2 separate regions of the Mus musculus genome follow, and region 1 is linked to region 2. The links are chromatin contacts, called in public HiChIP or PLAC-seq maps. All regions are on one chromosome and are shown on one strand. Each heading gives the region's core, a stretch centred on a gene start, on an enhancer-like site or on the middle of the called end of the contact. The rest is flanking DNA. Distances are from core to core; before and after follow the strand shown. Region 1 overlaps Cfap54 (cilia and flagella associated protein 54). Region 2 has its middle 6.9 kb from the start of n-TDgtc16.

What was found. HiChIP or PLAC-seq counts read pairs in DNA pulled down with a chosen protein or histone mark.
Region 1: a contact with region 2 is called in an H3K4me3 HiChIP or PLAC-seq map of bone marrow-derived macrophages, with 11 times the contacts expected there. The contact joins two enhancer-like sites. A contact is called at or near these places in 2 of 39 promoter capture datasets (hippocampal neurons and pre-B cells), 1 of 484 Hi-C or Micro-C datasets (CD8 T cells) and 11 of 115 datasets of contacts at active chromatin or transcription factors (bone marrow-derived macrophages, differentiating embryonic stem cells, embryonic stem cells and 6 more).

Annotation. Positions count from the first base shown.
Region 1 is chr10:93,048,209-93,054,253 of GRCm38.p6, reverse strand. All of the region lies in intron 5 of Cfap54 (cilia and flagella associated protein 54), which reads left to right. Among named protein-coding and RNA genes, the nearest start is that of Gm40739, 24 kb to the left of the region's middle. Within about 2 kb of position 4,578, at least 14 of the 459 cell types and tissues checked have an H3K27ac peak or open chromatin away from gene starts, as enhancers often do. A contact at or near this core is called in CD8 T cells and bone marrow-derived macrophages, where this site is marked.
Region 2 is chr10:91,186,018-91,192,132 of GRCm38.p6, reverse strand. No RefSeq gene overlaps it. Among named protein-coding and RNA genes, the nearest start is that of n-TDgtc16, 6.9 kb to the right of the region's middle. Within about 2 kb of position 4,037, at least 212 of the 459 cell types and tissues checked have an H3K27ac peak or open chromatin away from gene starts, as enhancers often do. A contact at or near this core is called in CD8 T cells and bone marrow-derived macrophages, where this site is marked.

The DNA.
Region 1 (6,045 bases), core at 3,329-5,828, 1.9 Mb before region 2:
TTGGTATAGCATTGGAAATGTAAATGAGTTAAATACCTAATAAAAAATGGAAAAAAAAAAAAAGAACCTGAAAAAAAAAGATATGAAGCACGCACCACCAGGGCTGGCCCTTCCCGTGGGTTCTGGGGCCCAGACTCAGGTTGTCATGCTTCCAAGGCAGGCACTCTGTTGGCTCAGCCATCTGCTAGGCCCAGAGACTCCAACTTACACGATCCTCCCTTCCTGGGACTCACTGAGCCGCTTTAGCACGAGGAAGCCACTGTCATGGCATGTTTGTTGTCAGAAGACATGTTTATTCCCTGCATTCATTTTCCAGGCATTGGAACATAGGCCAGGAAGGGCAACTATACTCTCACGGAGACCTGCTGGAATTGCTGTTGGCATGGGAGACATTGTGTCCTTATGAGTCTTTCCCTGAGTGGTCAAATGCTTTGGAGAAACAATGCTTTTTATATTTCATCAGAATTAGGCATGTATCTTAGTGCTAACGACACTTAAAAATAAAAATAGAAGGCATGATATTTGCATGCTTTGTGGATAACATTTATTGTATGTTTGCTTTCTGTTTGGTTCCTCAAATGAAAAAAAAAATAAAAACAAAGACTATTACTAATAATAACTTGAACAAATTCTGGGCCAGCGTTTTGAGTACAAATTAAACAGAAGTGAGGCTGTCCCACATATAATAATAAGCTGCTCTGTAGATTCTGCCGCCCATGCTGCCTTTAGTTGCTGTTGAGATCCTAAAAAAGATTTCACAGTTGCTGTGTTAACAAATACCGCTCCACAGAGCTGCCATGGCTTGGTCTGCTCTAGAGTTTGCATGTCAAGAGCTTTGAAGGGCACATCTGTCTGTATTAGCAATTGGTTGTTAGTGTTGGCCGTTGTTAATATCAAGAGGATTTTAAATCAATGTGATAGTCCTCTTAAAATAATTCATTTATAATCCATACCAAACATCTCTTCTCCCAGCCTCATGGGACTTGAGTTTGTCTCTGACAAAGTACATGGTAGAAGAGGATAGTTGAGTAGCCCCCAGCCTGTGGGAAGGGGTTTGGGGCAATGCCGCCTGCAAGGATTTAGGGGTTCTACAGCTGTCACCTAAGGATCTACTCATTTATTAGGCGCTACTCATTTGTTCCCTGTGGCAAGCTTCAAGGGAATTAAGACTTTTTTCCACCCAGAAATTCCCAAGTCTCCACACAGTATCTTCACATAGCTTATCTGAGGCTACACATGGGTAACTCCACTTAATGGACATAAGCCCTGGAGACCCCACCACACAGGAAGCCTACCTACCAGCTCTAGGGAACTTTGACTTGATAAAGCTTGCCTGTTTTTTAAAAAAATATTTTTATTCATTTAGTACGGGTATGTATACACATGTGTGAATGTGTCTGTGTGTGTGATTACCACAGATGAATGTGTGTGTCTATACATATATGAATGTGTGTGCATCTCTGTGGGCGTGTACACATGTATGAATGTTTATAGGCCAGAAGTTGATGTCAGGTACCATCCACAGTTGATCTTCATTTTGGTTTTTGAGACAGGAACTCTCTCTCTCACAGAACTTGCACCATTTGGTTCTGGGCGTGGGGGTGATTCAGGTCCAGTTGTGAAGACATATCACTGCCAAGTCAGCCCTGTGTCACCTTGGTGGTGCTTTCTGCCACCGAGGCCAAGGTTGTTGGTTTACCTTGCCCGTATCATCAGAACCTCCAGTCTGTTTCTCTCTCCTCCCAGTACAGGACTTAAAGACACATACCACCGTGCCTGGCTCTTTGATGGGTGCTGAGGAGTGAGCTCAGGTCATTGTGCTTGCATGACACTTTACCATTTTTCCAGTCCCTGAGTTCAAGTCTGTAACTGCATGAGACAGAAATAGTACTAGTTACCCAGTACTCTCGGTGTCATTCTTGGCTGACTTAATCTTCTAGTAATGTAGAAACCAGGCATTATGGCTGCCCCTCATTATTGCTGCAAACCCTGCAACATTCTGAGTATTGTGGAAGGGTTTGGCATGCATAGCAATCCTCACTATAGTCTTTTGAGGTAGAGATCATCAGTACTACTACTACCAGGCAGTGATATCCTCCTCCTCCTCCTCCTCCTCACTCCTCCTCCTCACTCCTCCTCCTCCTCACTCCTCCTCCTACCCCCTACTCCTCCTCACTCCTCCTCCTCCTCATTCCTCCTCCTCACTCCTCCTCCTCACTCCTCCTCCTCCTCACTCCTCCTCCTCCTCACTCCTCCTCCTCACTCCTCCTCCTCCTCACTTCTCCTCCTCCTCACTCCTCCTCCTCACTCCTCCTCCTCCTCATTCCTCCTCCTCCTCACTCCTCCTCCTCCTCACTTCTCCTCCTCCTCACTCCTCCTCCTCACTCCTCCTCCTCCTCCTCATTCCTCCTCCTCCTCACTCCTCCTCCTCACTCCTCCTCCTCCTCACTTCTCCTCTTTCCTCCTCCTCCTCCCCCTTCTTCTCACAACCATCACTACCACCACCACCATATGGACCATAGTTCACCCACATCCCATGTATTCTGCTAAGTACTTTCATGAATCTTCTCACTTGATCCTCATACCAACACTTTAACAAGGACACCGTTTTCACTAAACTTTCAGCTGAGGATGCAGAGGCTAAGAAAACCGAGCTTGCTCACAATTACCGGTGTAGATTGCAGCGTTCTGAGGCCACAGTCACAAGAACCACCACACAACTAAAGAGCAATGCCTATCCAGTCACTAAATCGGCTCCTGGCTTGCCTGTCTTATTCTGGTTTACCTACTCCAATGGAGGAACCGTGTGGAGGGACAGATCTTTTTTTTTTTTTCTCTAAAATCCCAAAGACCAAGACTGATGAAGGGCTTTTCTTCAGACAGAAGCCACTAAAGCACTCACCAGTACATGCCTAAGCAGTACTCCCGCTAACAATCAAGAGACACCTTTGCTTTGGATCTTCTGAGGCATCGTAAGGGGCAGTCTGGGACTCAACAAACGTTAAAGAAGACACTAGCAACAGTATGGACTTATGCTTTGCTTTCTGGTGAAGTATTTGGCTCACACAGCCGTTAAGCCACTCCCGTATTATTACTTAAATCTCAAGTCAACCTTGAAATGGCTCCTGACATGAACCTGTGATACACGAGGCTACACTGCCACCCTGTGGCCGAGTTAGTTTATTGTTTTTTTTCCCCCCTGCTGACACCTGAAGCAAGCTTTTGTGAGGTCCATGATTTTAGATCCATCTAGATTTTTAGCTCTTTGAAGTTTGATTTTCCTGTGAAGAAAATTGTCCTGTTTTAGTACATCTACTTTATTAATAAAAATAATTATTTCTTGCCTTTAGGGTTAGAGAAAAAAATGTTACTTGCCCCCCGCTTCTCCCCCCAGTGGCTTTTCATCTCCAGACTTGAAAGCAGGTTTTCCGGTGGGTTTTGGCACACTCCTCTCCTTTGTCAAAGCTTCGCTGAGTGGTGGAAAGAATGCTGCACTTAGCAGTTCAAAGACTTGAATTCCAGCCCCAGTTCACCTCTTTCAGAAACAGTTCAGACTCTGAGTCAGATTAGGTTAGATTTAACTTAAGGTCCCTTCTGGCAATGGCAATATACTCTCAGGGCTCTCTCTCTCTCTCTCTCTCTCTCTCTCTCTCTCTCTCTCTCTCTCTCTCTCTCTCTCTCTCTCTCTCAAACCCCAGTGTAACGATGAAGAGAAGCTGACTTTAGTTTGAAACGCGATTTTTCTTTCTTGCTGCGGAAGCTTTGAGGGATTTTTGCAAAGGCCTGTTGATTTGAAGAGGGTATTTACACAGACTTTTACACCATAGCCTCTGAACCACGATGATCCCGAAACAGGGTTGTTGTGGGGCAGTGGGTGCGAGGGAATAGGAGGTTCTGCTGATGCTGGCAAGGTAAACCAACAACCTGGGCCGCAGTGGCAGAAGGTACCACCACGGCCCCACTGACTTGGCAGTGGCCTGTCTTCAGAACTGGGCCTGAATCTCCTCACTGTGGCCACCCAGACACCCTAGAGAAAAGCCTCTGAACACTAGCCGTGCTGGATGAGGGAGATGAAGTTGGAAGAGTTCTACAGGGACCCGGAAAATTTATCTCGGAGACAGATCTAGCGGGGAGCACAGGCTGCTTGGGTATTTTCAGGTCCTTGGACGCCTGTGTTTGGAAGTGAGTTGTGCATTGCTTGGCACTTTCCCAGAAGACCTAGCTAGGACTGCGCGCCGGAAGCCTATTTAGGTGGATTTTAGTTTAGATTATGAAGTTGTCATTTTCTCGTGTTAAAAATCGCCCTATGCTGCCATGGTTTCTTGTTACCGGGATAGGAACTCTTGGTAGGGATGTCTGGTGCTGGTGGTGTCCGTGGGAAGAAAGTTAGGGGAGCCTCGAGCCCTACCACTTCAATGATCGCCTGAAGTATTTCCATAGCCAGCTTGGTGAGCTACCCCTTTAGTGAAGGTCTGTTTGCTAGTCAACAAGCATTTTCCGTGTGCCCACTACTTGCCAGGTGATATGAGGTTACCATATGATTACAATATGGTTACGATATGAGGATGACTCACAGGCTCCCCAGTCTAGTGGAAGGAGCTTAAGTTCCTGCCCGTGGATGGTAGAGCAGATTTGCACACTGCTGTTAAATCCTCATCTACATCCAGTAGTTTCTTTTCCTCTGGAATAGAAACTAACTAGACAGGGGAAAATTCTGCTCTTTCCTCTTCTGAGCCTCCACAGCCAGCAGCCGGGCCTGACTGTTACTTCTGTCTTTCTCAGTTTTCACTATTAAACACCACATGAACCTGATGGGTTTGCTCCATCCACAAAGCCATGGGGCCTTTTGGATGCAGTCCCCTTTCAAGGCTGGTCATTGATCCACTGAAGAAATTATTCTTTAGTTATTGAAGCCACATTTTCTCACGGGCAGAGACGTTTTGCTCTGCTGTCCAAAGTTGTCGTGACTTGAGGATCCAGGACTCTGGTCAGCTTTCCTATGCTGGGCTCTGCTGTTGCCATTTCCGGAGCATTCTGCCGAGTAGTTTTATGTCACCTTGACACAGGCTAGAGTCGAAGGCGAGGAGGAAATCTCAATTGAGAAAAAGTCTCCATAGGACTGGGCTGTAGGCAAGCCTCTAAGGCATTTTCTTAATTAGCGATTGATACGGGGGCGGGGGTGGTGCAGACATTGTGGATAGGGCCACCCTGGGCTAGTGGTCCAGGGTTCTATAAGAAAGCAGGCTGATCAAGTTGTGGAGAGCAAGCTAGTAAGCAGCACCTCTCCGTGACCTCTGCATCAGCTCCTGCCTCCGGGTTCCTGGCCTGCTTGAGTTGACTTCTTTCAGTGATGGACTACAGTGTGGAAGGGTAAGCCAAAGAAACCCTTTCTTCCCCAACTCACTTTAGGTCATGGTGTCTGATCCTAGCAATAGGAGCCCTGACTATGACAAGTACTTAACAGAGTATTGAACACTACCCCAGCCCATCATTCACACTGGTTCTTGCTCCAGAGCAGCATGGCTGGGCTGTATTAAAGTACCCATTGTACAGATGAGACGATTGAGGTCTGGAGAGACACTGAGATGTGAATGCAGCCTAAATTTATTTCAGTCTGACTGTTCCAGCCTTTTCCATTTTCCTGGTCCTCCTAAACCAAAAACAACACAGCGCTCGCTTCCACAGACCAGCTAGCAACTTTGAGTTGTTCCTAGACCAGAGCTTACACTTGAAGAATATTGCTGAAAATGAGCTCAGCTCATAGGCCTCTTAAGGAACTATTCTAGAACAATAAAGGCTCTATAACAGCTACTCTGAGATTTGGGGCTCTCTCAACTTAAATTAAAAACAAAAATTCAGGGGGCAGGGAGATAGGCTCTTGGTAAGTGCTTGCTTTACAATCATGAACTCCGGAGTTTGGTTTCCTGAACCCACATTTATAAAGAAGCCAGGCACTGGTTCTATATAGAATTATTCCTATAATCCCTGCACAGAGAAGCTGGAGACAAGCATATTCTAAGGACTAGCTGGCCTTTTGTTTGTTTG
Region 2 (6,115 bases), core at 2,788-5,287:
TGCTGGTGGGAGTGTAAACCACCTCATCTCCTGTGGGGAACAACTTGACAGAATCTATCTAAGCCTCAAATGTGTGTTTTGGCAGGCACCGTGAGTTGTATACCCCAAAACCATTCCTTCATATTTGTTGTTAACAGAACCCAATTGCTCAGGTGGCAAGGAGCCAGGCACCCAGCAAGGAATCTATATGCATCGATTAGTTCCCAGCGATGAATCTATGTATCGATTAGTTATACTTCTAAAGCATTCACTGAGTGCTAGGCACTGTTCTGTGCTCCGTTGAAGACACCCAAGGAAGGACACCAAAGCCAAGTTTCCTGACAACCCCACCACATACTGGCTGAGGGGTGGACAAACGGTAACAAAGATATTTTGGGATGTATTTCAAATAATAAATGACAAGATAATTTTTTTTCCTCTGGACTGAGGCTTCTGAGAAGGAACTGAGTGAATGCTACTTTAACGAGAACGAGCGACACAGCATTAACTCGGATTAGTACAGACTAGAAAATACGAGTTCTCCTTCATAGTCCTAAAACAACTACCACGTCAGCCCCATCTCCACTGCTGTTATAAACAAGGCCTTCCATTCTAAAACCACTACGCTGCCAGGGAACCCTGGAAGGGAACCCCGTGCCTGAACTTGCTCCGGAGAAAATTCACCCTACAGATAAACACAAAACTATGCTTAACCTCTTTTTAAAAAGAGGAAGGTTGCATTCTGGCCAGAGAAGCGGGTCCTTCATGTATGTATTACGGCTTCTAGTTTGGTGTTTTTATGCGATTCCTGAATGTGGGAATCAGTGGCTCCCTGCGTCTAAATCTGTTTCTTGTGCCTTTTCCTGGGCTGTTTTCCTTCCGTTTTGTTTGTCTGTTTCCGTCCTAGTCTGTTTTACCTTAATATATTTTATTTTAATATCCCTTAGAAACCTGTTTGGTTTTTTTCGTGTTTTGTTTGTTTGTTTGTTTGTTTGTTTACGATTTTTCAAGACAGGGTCTCCCTGTGTAGTCCTGGAAGTCTCTCTGAGTCCTGCTCTGCAAACCAGGCTGGCCTCGAACTCACAGAGATCTGCCTGCCTCTGCCTCCCAAGAGCCTGGTTGTTTTCTACGGAGAGACAGAAAAGGTCGATCTGGATTGGAGGACAGGTGGGGAGGAACCAGGAAGGGGGAGCCATAATCAGGATATAATATGTGAGAGAATAATCTATTTCCAATAAGAGAAAAAAAAATAAATGCAACTATTAAAAAAAATGAAACAAGTTGCAACAAAGTTACTAAATAGATCTAAATCTTTTGAAAAAGAGTAAGGATGTGAACAGTATCCTTCATAAAGCTTGGGTGACTTTGAGATAGTTACACAGTGTTTACGTCTCTGGGTATAGCCCCCCACTACACACATAAAATGATTAAATTATTTTCATTACTCAAAGGAAAAAGTGAATTATACTATACTTAAAAATAACACAGAGCTCCACATCAGGGGTTCTCAACCTCCCTAATATTGTGACCCTTTGATACAGTTCATGTTGTGGTGACCACCAACCGTAAAATTATTTTGTTGCTACTTCATAACTGTAATTTTGCTACTGTTATAAGTCATAATGTAAATATCTGATACTTGGGATATCTAATGTAAAGCTTGGTTTTTGCTTCATTTTCCCCAGTAACAGGCTGACCAAACAAGGAGAAACCTGCCAGACTCTGGATAAGCCTCCTTGCTGCTAAATGGGTGAATTTGGAAAGTTTGCTGGGGCTGGCTTTCCACTCAAGTGCCAACCTTGAAAACGTGTCTTCATTGCCCGCAGAAATTATATTGTGACCACAAAATGACATTTGTAAAAAGGAGACATTGATGGGTTAAAGGTCAAAAGAAGATTGGGGCATGGTGGCACATGCAATCCCAGCACTCGGGAGGCAGAGGCAGGCGGATTTCTGAGTTCGAGGCCAGCCTGGTCTACAAAGTGAGTTCCAGGACAGCCAGGGCTACACAGAGAAACCCTGTCTTGAAAAAAGGTCAAAAGAAGAGCCAGAAGAATAAGAAGCAGCCTCCTGGTTAGTTCTGGTTGGTATCCCACAAACCTGAGTTAACTGCAAGAACAGAATTGCCGTCACCAACTGGCCTGTGGCACCTCTATGGGGCATTTATTTGATGAATGATTGATATGGAAACGGCCCCCATTGTAGGTGGTACCACTCCTGGGTAGGAGGTCTTCGGTTTCATAAGAAAGCAAGCTGAGCAAGCCAGTAAGCAGAACCCCTCCATGGCCCCTGCATCAGCTCCTTCCTTCCGATTCCTGCCATGAACAGACCATAATTTCTAAGCCAAATAAACTCTTAACTTCCCAAGTTGCTTTTGGTCAAGGCGTTTTATCACAGCCACAAAGAAGCAAACTAAGACAAACTATAATCTTCTGAAGACCTTGGTGAACTGCCAAGCCAACCCTGACGTCAGCCGAGAGAGAACCGCAGAGAAAAGTTTTATCTATGTACCTTTTGGGTACTTTTTTAGTTTCATTATGTCTGTGTTGTGTTGCTTATCCAAAGACAACTACGGTGCCACTTAATTACTATAGTCTTACCTACCAAACATTTAAAGCAAAACCTTACCAGCCAGGAGTGATCCCAGCACTCAGTACTCTTTGATCCCAGCACTCAGGAGGCAGATGCAGGCAGATCTCTGTGAATTCGACACTGGCCCGGTCTAGAGAGCAAGTTTCAGGACAGCCAAACTTTAAAAAGCTTTTTAGATGTATTTACTTTTATCTGATAATGTAAGACTCTGGGGAAACTTAGCTTACCCGGCACCCCTCAGTGAACCATGTGGAGCCAGGATCGATTCAAAAAGCAAGAGGAATTTATTGTTCCAGTGCACTGGGGTCATCCCAGACCGGAAGGAGAGGTGCCCCAGCAACAGGTGAGGTTTTCTATGATTTCCAAGGGTAGAATAGAGCATCAGCAACTAGGCACAATATGATTGGTGGGACAGTGCACCCTTTAAACTGATTGGTCTTTAGAGAATGAGGTGAAAAGGACTTCCCTAGTCTGAAAGTGGGCAACAGTCAGTCCTGCCGAATGTGTCCTCACCCGAAGTTCAGTTCCCACCCTGTGGTCTGAGGAATGTTAATTAGCCTCTCGGTTCCAGGGGGGCAAGTGTTTCATGACCTTCCCAAAGTTCCTAAGCTGACCTTTTCAATATGTTGCCTGGTTTGGGCCAGTGTGTATGTCTGTTAGAACTGGAGTACAGACAGTTGTCTGCCACCACGTGGACACAGGGATTGAACCTGGACCTTCTAGAAGAGTAGTCAGTGCTCTTAACCACTAAGCTCTCTATATATATACTCTACCCCTACCCCTACCCTCACCCTCAAGGAAAATTTAAACAAACAAAAGTCAAGAGAAAAAAAAAATCCTGCTTCTATTCCTACTCCAAATGCACAGCTCAGAAATGTTGCTGGCTTTTAAAAACAGGTTGCAGTGAGGATAGTGGTTCGCGACTCTAATCTTTACACTCGGGAGGCACAGGCAGGAGGATCTTGCTAACCTGGTCTACAGAGAGAGTTCTGGGACAGCCAGGGCTACAAGAGAACCAGGTTACACAGAGAAACCCTGTCTGGGAAAAACAAAAAAGCAAATAAATAGAGAAAAAAGAATTGGTAAAAGAGTGATTTACGTTGGATTTTCTAGACTTTCTTGGTTCTAGTACCCATAATCCTTTGCCAAATGCTTTGAGAACTGTGCTGTTTACTGGTAGGTTTTGTTTTGTGTTTAACATTAGTGGAAATCAAACCCAGAGCTGCTTGGCACATCCCAGCTTCTACAGTTCTCCTAAATATCTGCATCACAGGCACTGTTGTTTTTGTTGTTACTGTTGTTGTTGTTGCTGCTGCTGCTGTTCATTTTAATCCGTATCCACACTTCTAAATTCTGTTGGTATGTGATTCATCCAAGATTCCTGACGTTCTCCTCTCCTTGGGCATCTCGGTTGTGTGAAATGGCCGCGATATTTGTGGATTTTATCTGGTTATACTTCGTTGGGACACCAGAGGGCGCAAGGAGACTCGGCTCTTGTTTTTCTTTAAATCTCAAATCCTGCTGGCTGCGGAGAACAAAAGACCGGGAACACTCGGCTTTGAGACAAAGGGACACCGGGAAAAGCCACCCGCCCAGGGTTGGATTCAATTCCTCACTCGCCTTTGCCCCTTCTTTGCCAGGCTGGGGGCTAGAAAAACAGCTTAAGCTGCGCAATAATGAGGAAACAAGAATCAAAGAATCACAGTAGGAAAAAAACAAAACAAAACCAGAGAGCTAAGGAAGGACACCTGAGCTGTTTGTTTTGCCTCATATTAGTAACCTTAAACTCTTCAGCTCAGGATAATAACAGGTATCTAGTAGAAAATTCGGAAATACAGATCGCACTTTTTTTTTTAAATAAGATCTCAAAGAAACCCTGGACAAACGGCTGAGGTGCCTATTAACATATCAAAGCGGATGCTGGCCGCCTGGTTCTTCCCAGTATCTCTCAGCATCTTTGCTACCTGTTGCAGAGGCCTGGCCTTGCTCTTCTCAGCATTTCTCACCCCTATCCCGGACCCTAAAACCCCTCCAGCACCTGAGCTTCGCTTGCTTCCCTTCTGCTAGCTCCTCTTCCCTATATAACTCAAGACATTTTCGTGCCCTCTTGGTATACTTGGCTCTCTTGGCTCCTGGTACTCTCTCCTGCTCTGTCTCTCTCCTCTCTTTCACTCCCTCTCTCGTTCTTCTCCCTTCTCATGCGTCTCATAATGCGGTCCACTCTGCTGACCCAATTCAGTCCAGACACTTTCAGATACCTCCGGCAGTGCTCTCTCTCCTACCTACAATAAACCTACCTCCACAGCCATACTTGGAAGTAGTCATGTCTTCCCCGCCCCCTCCCCCTTCTTTTTTTCTTTTTTTAATTCAACATTATTCGTCTTTTTCTTTTCTTTCCCGCCCCTTCACCCGCTTTGAGACAGCGTTTCTCTGTGTAGCCCTGTCTGACCTAGAATTTTCAATGTACAAGCAGCTAAAGGTGCGCACCACCACCCGCCTTCCAGATCCGCACATTCTAACAGATTACTTTCTTCCCTTTCAACTTCTCTCGGTATTTATAAATGCATAAAGAGTAAAGCTGCGTGGTATTTTCTGACTACTTTATGGGATTTTGCTTGGTTGTTTATCTTTGTCTGATGGACTCTCCTTTTGTAGCCAAGGCGTCCTGAAAACTCAGACGAGTCTCCTGCCTCAGCCTCTGAGATGCTGGGATTAAAGATGTGAGCCACCACACCAGGCTGATCATGGGTAAACTCTTCTGACAACACTTTGCTGATAAAAGAGAACAAAATCTCAAAAATGCTACAGACAGCTTTTTTTTTTTTCCTTAGACCCTTTTGTTATTGCTTGCTTGCTTACTTGGTTGGTTTTGTTTTTTCCTACTTTTGCTTTGCTTTTAAAAGAAACAAAGAGCACCGGGCGTGCGCCTTTAATCCTAGCATTTGGGAGGCAGAAGCAGGCGGATTTCTGAGTTTGAGGCCAGCCTGGTCTACAGAGTGAGTCCCAGGACAGCCAGAGCTACACAGAGAAACCCTGTCTCGAAAAACAAAAAAATAAAAAATAAAATAAACAAAGTGCAAAGTAGAAGTTATTCTATCCCACCTCCACATACCCAAAATGAATTTGTATTTCCCAACAACTTGAAAACTGACACCACCACTACCACCCCAATCTGTCAGGGGAGAGAGCATGAGTCCCCAGAGTGTGGTAGTAGAGGGTAGAGTGATTGATTTGACTGATTGATTGATTGCTTGATTTAGGTCAGGGTGGGCATCAGGTTTGGGTTGGCTTTGCCTTAAGACTGGACACAAGACAAGAAACGATCAGATCCCCAGAACTAGAGTTACAGACAGTTATGAGCCACTGTGTAGGCTCTGTGAATAGAACCCAGGCCCCTACCCTCTTAACTCCCCATCCCCATGTCCTGAATAAACTCTATTCTATACTATACAAAAAAAAAAGATAAATATATAAACCATCATGTTATATTGCGATGTTAGTTTTTACTGTCAACCTAACACAAATCTAGAGTTATCTGGGAAGA